Regions from separate parts of the Gossypium hirsutum genome. Here region 1 is linked to region 2. The links are chromatin contacts, called in public Hi-C maps. All regions are on one chromosome and are shown on one strand. Each heading gives the region's core, a stretch centred on a gene start, on an enhancer-like site or on the middle of the called end of the contact. The rest is flanking DNA. Distances are from core to core; before and after follow the strand shown.

The links. A called contact is a pair of places that touch in the nucleus more often than the background predicts.
Region 1: a Hi-C map of leaf shows a contact between it and region 2, with 2.0 times the contacts expected there. The contact joins the promoter of LOC107930509 here to the promoter of LOC107926116 in region 2. A contact is called at or near these places in 7 of 34 Hi-C or Micro-C datasets (callus, hypocotyl and leaf).

The regions. Positions count from the first base shown.
Region 1 is chrA08:4,072,824-4,076,380 of Gossypium_hirsutum_v2.1, forward strand. LOC107930509 reads left to right here and starts at 2,172. Exons shown (of 1, transcript XM_016862178.2): 1 at 2,172-3,557. The coding sequence starts at 2,353. It overlaps LOC107930449 (proteasome subunit beta type-1), which reads left to right. Exons shown (of 7, transcript XM_016862121.2): 7 at 860-1,087. The coding sequence ends at 934.
Region 2 is chrA08:3,763,166-3,767,233 of Gossypium_hirsutum_v2.1, forward strand. LOC107926116 (autophagy-related protein 8f) reads left to right here and starts at 1,256. Exons shown (of 6, transcript XM_016856919.2): 1 at 1,256-1,439; 2 at 1,575-1,625; 3 at 1,721-1,776; 4 at 2,900-2,952; 5 at 3,042-3,160; 6 at 3,478-3,754. The coding sequence starts at 1,589. The coding sequence ends at 3,566.

The DNA.
Region 1 (3,557 bases), core at 922-3,421, 310 kb after region 2:
GTAAACTTAGGAAGGCTATTCTAGTGTGGTGTTGCTCCAACTCTTAATTTTCTTGAAGTATCCGTTTCTAACACTTTTTTTGCCTTGGGTATGGGATGTGACCTTCCAAACACATGGAAAAAGATAGAAATATTGAACATCCAATGTGGGATACATACTTGCATCTGACACTCATACCTGAGTCCAAATAACGAGTTGAGGCCACAGTATTGATTACTACTGTCTCAAAAGCCAAACCAAGTCTGCTTTTAATTTATTCTGTTCCCTTCTATTGCTTCCTTTCGTGTGCTTAGAAGATTTCAGTTAGATCCCTCTTAAGAATACCTTTTGTTGATTTTTGATAAAGGTGCATTAAATTTTGGCTTTTTTTTTGTCATATGATTTGGGCTTAAAGAATGTTTGATTTATAGAGAATCACAAAAGCATTCCATTCTTATTTCATTTTTCTTGAAGTACCCATGTCTAATACAGTTTTTACCTTGGGGCTATGGGGGTATGATCTCAAAGGGCCCTTCAAATATATGTAAAAAGTAGAAAAACTAACATATTCATGTGGAATACATACCCGTACTCAATACTTGCACTCGAAGTTGAGTAAACATGACATGATCCTCCAAAGATCCTTTTGATACATGAAAAGGAAAAAAAAACTTAGACAATACCCATTTTCAACACTCATACCTGAATTCAAGTAACATCTCCCTTTTTTGTTGTTCTAGTCTTGGCTTTTTCTAGATATCATAATGATCTGGGGCATGAAATTTCATTCTCATATTTTCTACATTCTAGTTACTCAGTAATAACAACTTTCTCTCCTCTAGCACTTCTTTTTAAAAAGTTTTTCATGGATGTTTGACAGGGAGACAAACTCGAACTTGTTATCATAAATGCAGCTGGTATCCGCCGGGAATACATGGAACTTAGGAAAGATTGATTAATCTCCATTCTCCAAAATGGGTTACCACCTCTTATAGCTGTGTGAGTACTTGAAATTGATGGAATGACTCTTACAATGTGTCTGATGCTTTTACTGCAACTATTTCCTTGCATTTGGATACTTTAAAATATGCATTGCAGTTGAATTTTATCTTCCGTCTGTTAGACGAAAATAGTCTTTCATGGATGGTATGTTGCATGACTAGTCTTTGGTGTTCTAATTTAACTCCAAAATTATTTCCACTTTTGATTCATCCATCCTATCAGTCTTTTTTGACATATAAAAAAGATGAATTAATCCTTTATTAATTACTTATTTTATTTATTTTTGTTATAAAAGGCTAATAAAAATTTAAGTAGTTATAAAATTGTTTTTAATTATTAAATTAAGTTATAAATGATATCATAGTCTGATATAACATGTATTTAAGTTTATTTCTTAAAAAAAAGGCCATAAATGATAATTATATCTTCTTTTTGCCTCTCTTTTTCTTTTTTAATTATTTTTTTGTAAATACATATTAAATAACTTAATTTTAATTAAATTATATATATTAAGTTTGAGATGAATTAAAGTTTCCTTTTATTTAATTAATATTAATAAAAAAACTAAATAAATTTAATAGATATAATTGAATTAAATATGCGTTTAGAATACTTAATACTACTTGAAGTCAAATATAATTTAATTTTATAACACCTTAATATAATTTTAAAATCAAAGACAAAGGCATAAATTTTGTTAGAGGGAGCAAAGATGTACTAAAAAAATATAATTTTTAAAATGATTAAAATTTATAAGTTTCCCGTCGATCAAGAGTTGGCGTCCTAAAGCTAAAGATTTAAATTTTGAAGAGAGCCTCATTTGATTTTGAATACGGGAGTTCTCCCCTGTTTAATTCATTACTTTAATAGAGGAAAATAAAACGAAAAAATACAGGATAAATAATAACAAATATATTTATGAACATTTAATTTGACAAGTAAAGTTGATTGAAATATAATACGAGGTATCCATGAGAAGTCTTTTTTCCAATTATCATATGCTAGATTCTATACGCAATTTGAATTTGAATCTAGTTTTTGGTGATTTAATTTTAATATATACTATTTTATTAGTAAAAAATTCAAATATAAATTATTAAAATATAATTTAAGATAAATAAAAATGATTATTTTGATAATTTATTTTTTTATTTATTTACTTTAAATTAAATGGGTTGTGGAGTGGACGACAAACATGGTCTCCAAGAGAGTAAAGGCAAAAAGATTATATTTTTTATTTAAAATTTAAAAAGTTTTCCGTTTTAAGGGGTATTAGATAGAGAGACAGTTGAGTACCGAAAATGTGAGATAGATAGGGAGGGAGTGAAGAAAAACACGAACCTACTGCTCCCATCATCTCATCTCCACCCCATGAATCCCCGCAAAACCGAACCCGATCTCTTTCACCACCACCACCCTGATCTCTCCCCACTTCCTCCCCACCACCCTCACATCATCCTTCCTTCTCAATCTCAGCCCTCCATTTCTTCCCCCCAAGTCCTACTCTTCCGTCCTTCTTCCCCCGCCCATTCCTCCTCCGACAACGACGACGTCCCCGCCGATTCCCGTCAAATCTCTTCTCAGCCCCTCGGCTACCACAACATTAGCCCTGAGCATCACATTTCCTCTCAGTTCTACACTTTCAACGCCGACTCCCATTCCCTCATGATCCGCTGCATCCGCGAGCATCGCTTGGCCACTCCCGCTGAGATCCGAGCTGCTACGCCGCGTTCCGTCCTCAAATCGTGGCGGGCCGTGTGGAAGGACCGCAACGAGGACACCGCTTACCTCACCGCTTGGAAGCGGATCCAAGACAAGCTCACCGCGCACGTGGATCACGATTCCGGTAATGAATTCATTTGCTTCAAGAACAATTCTAGTCAATTCGTTTCACATATTAATCAATGGCAAGAAATCGTTATGAGTTTCCACAGCGACGCTGATTTGAAACACTTAGGTCTGAAGGAAACAATTGAGAGGATTAAACAAGTGTGGACTGTAGGTGCTAAGTTCTATGGAATTCCAGAGAGTTACATTAGGGTTTGTGTTGCAGCTTGCCCCGTTTGCAATGCATCCTCCGGGTCTGCTTCCAGGAGTAGTAAACGAAGACGATTTGAGTACACCGAGTCCTTTGACGTGCCTGCAAAGGAGGTGCCTCATAGATTGCAGCAATTGGCTGCGAAGTACAAGGTTGTGCTCTGTATTAGACAGAAATATATTAGGTATAAGCCTTTTATGGCCGAGGTGAAAGATTATGCTTGTCATCGAGCAGGGGAGCCTACAGGAAAGAAGTCAAGAATCTTGAAGAGGGAACCTTATGCCTCTAAGAGGTGCGGTTGTGGATTTAGGATTAGGGCAATAGTGCCAATTGCCAATTACAATGAGAAGGATAAGACTTTTGTCTATCAAGAGGAAGGGATGGCAGTGTTTAAGTTGTATGCAGTGCATTCTGGACATGAGCCTGGGCCACTGGATGGGAATGCAAGGATTATGCATCGTGTTGTCGGACATAAGGGAGGGTTTTTCATGGATCAAGATATTGTTTATGGAGTGAGTGAGGATTTGGATAGTGAGGG
Region 2 (4,068 bases), core at 6-2,505:
TTTATGTCTACGTTAGCAAAGTTAATATTTGTCAACATTTTCATTCATTTTAAGGTGATTTGATAAAAAAAATCACAAGCATAAATTGTGCAAGAAGTCTTGCAGCTAAAAAGCCGTGCGTTCAAAGTTTAAAATAGACAAAAAATTAAATGAATGACTAAAATAATTTTTTTTATAAAATTGGAGGATTAAATAATCATTATGCTTAATTATGAAGTAACAAATATTAATATAATGATATTTTTTTTATCTTTTTATGCTTTTTAATAAAATAATACTATAATATAATTTAAACATATTTAAACTTTTAATTTAACCATTCAATTAATATCTTAAAGTAAATTTATTATAAATTTATTATTTATATAATTATTATTTATATAATTTTTTTTCACCCATAAGTTGATGCGCCATTGAACTAGTTTATATATATAACTTTTTTTTAATATAAATATCGTTTTCAAAAATATATATCAAATTCCTAAAGTCAAGCAATCATCTTTGGTTGAATTTGATGTTATAAGTTAAGGATAGATTGTAATAAATTAAATACAAATATTTAAATATTTCAATTTTTAAAAAATAATTACCGTTCAAAATTAATACTTATTTAAATGTTAGCTTTTTCAATTTAAGAAAAAAAAATGTTATTAATTCATATTTTATTAATTTAGCTTTTTTTTAGTTAAATTTGATTCTAACCTTTTTAAAAAAAGTTAAATTTAACAATTAAACTTTTAAAAAGAAATCAAAATGACTTTTTTTATAATACTAACTAAAATGTTAAAATTTTAAACACGGCAACTTACATGATCATTCAGGTGTACTCCATATTGTTTTTTTTGAATTTTTTATATTTTTAATTTTATAATTTTTGAATTATTTGTTGACAAATGATGTTATGTTAGCATGATATGTACATAAACTGCTATGTGTGTGGCTGATGTTATAATTTAATATTTTAGTCATCATTTTTATTAAAAGAATTTGACTATTTTTTGAGAATTCAAGAGTTCGATTTTGTTAAAAAAATAAAAACTAAATTAACAAAAAAAAATATAAACATGGACGATTAAAATTTTTTCAAACTTATCATTTGCAACCGTAATCATTGAAGTCCTCGCTGAAGACCCGACTCACAAGGCCCGACCCGAGTCTAATCACATAAAACGAACCGCAGGAGAAGCCAGAAGGCCCAAACCTATTATCGTCTTTTCACTTTTATTTATTCATATTTATTTTTAATATTTAAAGACAATAATAGCTTAGCAAGTCTGGATCTCTTTAATTCAGTCTCTTAGTTTTCGTGTTCTTGTTGTTTACTTCTAAGTCTCTTGATTTATCGATTTTATTTTTCATTCAGCTGAAAAGAAAATTTGAAAAAAAGATTATTATTATTTTTTATTTTTTGCATTTGGATTCCTCAAAATCGAATAACGGTTCGTATGTTCGTATGTTGAGATTTTAAAATTTTGTTGTCTCGATTTTGAATTTAAGTTCTAGGTTTTTTGAAAAAATTTCTTTTTTCTTTTTCATGTCTATTTGTTGAAATTGTGTATTTGCTTATTGTGCAGAGGTACTCAGCACAATGGCTAAAAGTAGCTTCAAGATCGAGCATGACTTTGGTATTTACTGATATTTGTGTATTAGTATTAGTTTTTGTTATTGATTTAGCTAATTTTTGGTTGGCTTTGTTAATTTATGGCTTCTTGATGTTTAGAGAAAAGGTGCGCTGAGGCTGCAAGAATTAGGGTAAAATACCCAGATAGAATTCCAGTAAGAATCAATCATTAACTATATCTGTTTTATTATTTTTAAATTTTTTCTGATGTTAAAATATTAATTTTGATTGTTCTATCGCTTGTTTTTCCTTGGTTTATGCAGTGCCATATGTTTTTAACTTTTAAATTTTGTTGAGAATTTCTGTTAGGTATCAGTTTATGTTCCATATTTTAGATCAAATGACAATTTCCATATACCAACTTTAGGGGTAGGACTAGTCTGGCTTGTATTTCCTTGACTTTGTAGTGTAATATTCCACTGTGTTGTTAAGGCGTGTGTGCACCTTGGCTACCTACGATTTTGTGCTTGCAGCATAACGGTAATGATACGTATTGTGTCAATGTCAGTTATATGCTTTGTTTGATGTATGTTCTTGGGATATGGCTCAAGGATTTTAAGCAATTATTTGACAGATGAATTGGCAATACTGTCATTACTGTGTAGACAGGATTGCAGTCCCTTTGTTTGCTATTGGACCATGTTGTTAAGGCATGCATCTATTAACATCATGTGATACTTATTGTGTTGTGCTTGCAGCATAGTAATATATGTTGCGTTAATATCAGTCATTTGCTTTGTTTTTAATGTATGTTCGTGAGAATTGGCTTGAGGATTTCAAGCAATAGTTGAATATTTGTATAGGTTGGATTGTCGTTACTTTCTAGACATTATTGAATGAATAGAACGATATCATGTAACAACTTTTTGTTTCGGGAAAACCTGTGCCTGTTTTAAGCTGGTGAAAAGGAAAACTTTTGCTATTTAGGGCATGGCTAAATTAGAACAGCTAATTATGAGGCATTGAATAATTTAAAATGTCAATAAAGATTAAATTCCCTTCAGATACTCTATGCCTCCCTGCTGAGGAGGAGAAAAAGGCCCTTTAAGGAGGAACAATAAAAGCATGAAACTTGAGCAGTTGAAAGTTTAGGGCGCTCAATGTCTTAATCCTGGAATGAATTACTAATCTTTATATTAAAAGCATATAAGGTTAAATGGAGGCTGCTTGAATTGGTTTATGCATGTTTGGTCCATCTCCTCGCATGATGCAAAAGAAAAGCTTATGCTTTCTGACCCCAATCTTTCTTCTATTGATATTTGCTCATATGCTTTTTAGGTGATTGTGGAGAAGACTAAAGGAAACGACATCCCTAACATTGACAAGAAGAAGTAAGCAACAATTTCATGCCTAGTGCTCAACATCACCATATTATTAATTTATTAGGCACTGGTGGTGACATTGATTATATAATTTACAGATACTTAGTACCAGCTGACTTGACAGTGGGTCAGTTTGTCTATGTGATCCGAAAAAGAATCAAATTGAGTGCTGAAAAGGCTATCTTCTTATTTGTGGACAATGTCCTCCCTCCAACTGGTATTTTCCTATGCTAGTTCTTTCTTGGCTTAAAAAAATATAAAAAGAACTCTTTAAGTTTTATAATTTTATTTAAGTAACCCCCTCAGATTTATTACCTAAATAAGATATTAACATTTGATGTATACCTAAAACAAGCCTTTAACTCAAGGCGATATTTTATTTAAATATTAAGGGCACAAATCAAGGGATAAAAGTTTTAGTATAATAAAAGCATAGGGGGTTCTGAGACATTTTTTCATCTTCTTTTTTCTATTCAATGTTAAATGCTACGCTGTCATATTTTTTTCTTTTTACAAATTGATATAAATTTGCAGGAGCAATTATGTCAACCATCTATGATGAAAAGAAGGATGAAGATGGATTTCTGTATGTTACATACAGTGGGGAAAATACATTTGGTTAGTACATCATGCATTGACCTTAATTAATTTCCATGTTAATGTTGTCCCGCGCTTTAAATAATTGATAATTGTGGCATTATTGCATAGTATATATGATCTTTCTGTATTTACATGTATAGTTTCTTTGTATATAGCTTGTCAGCAGACTAAAATGTGAGACCAATGAGCAATTTAAAATTCTTGTGTGTTATATTCCTGAACTTGGCATTGTCAGTTTTCATGCAACAAAAAAAAAGTCACTAATGGAGAAAATAAAGTATCAGATCTGAATTTTCAACTTACCAAGGAGTAGATACAGAAATCTCCAAATAAAATTTTGTGATTTAGATGATGGTAGATGTATGTATATTTGTTCGTTCATAACTTTATGTTGTTGATTTGATTCACTGCTTTATCAGAGCTTCACGATGTGTAGTGTATCTCGTGAGGTTTGAATTCAGTGATACAGTAAATTTGAGCTAAATCATCAAATGAATAACTTGAGAGAGCATTTACTCATACATA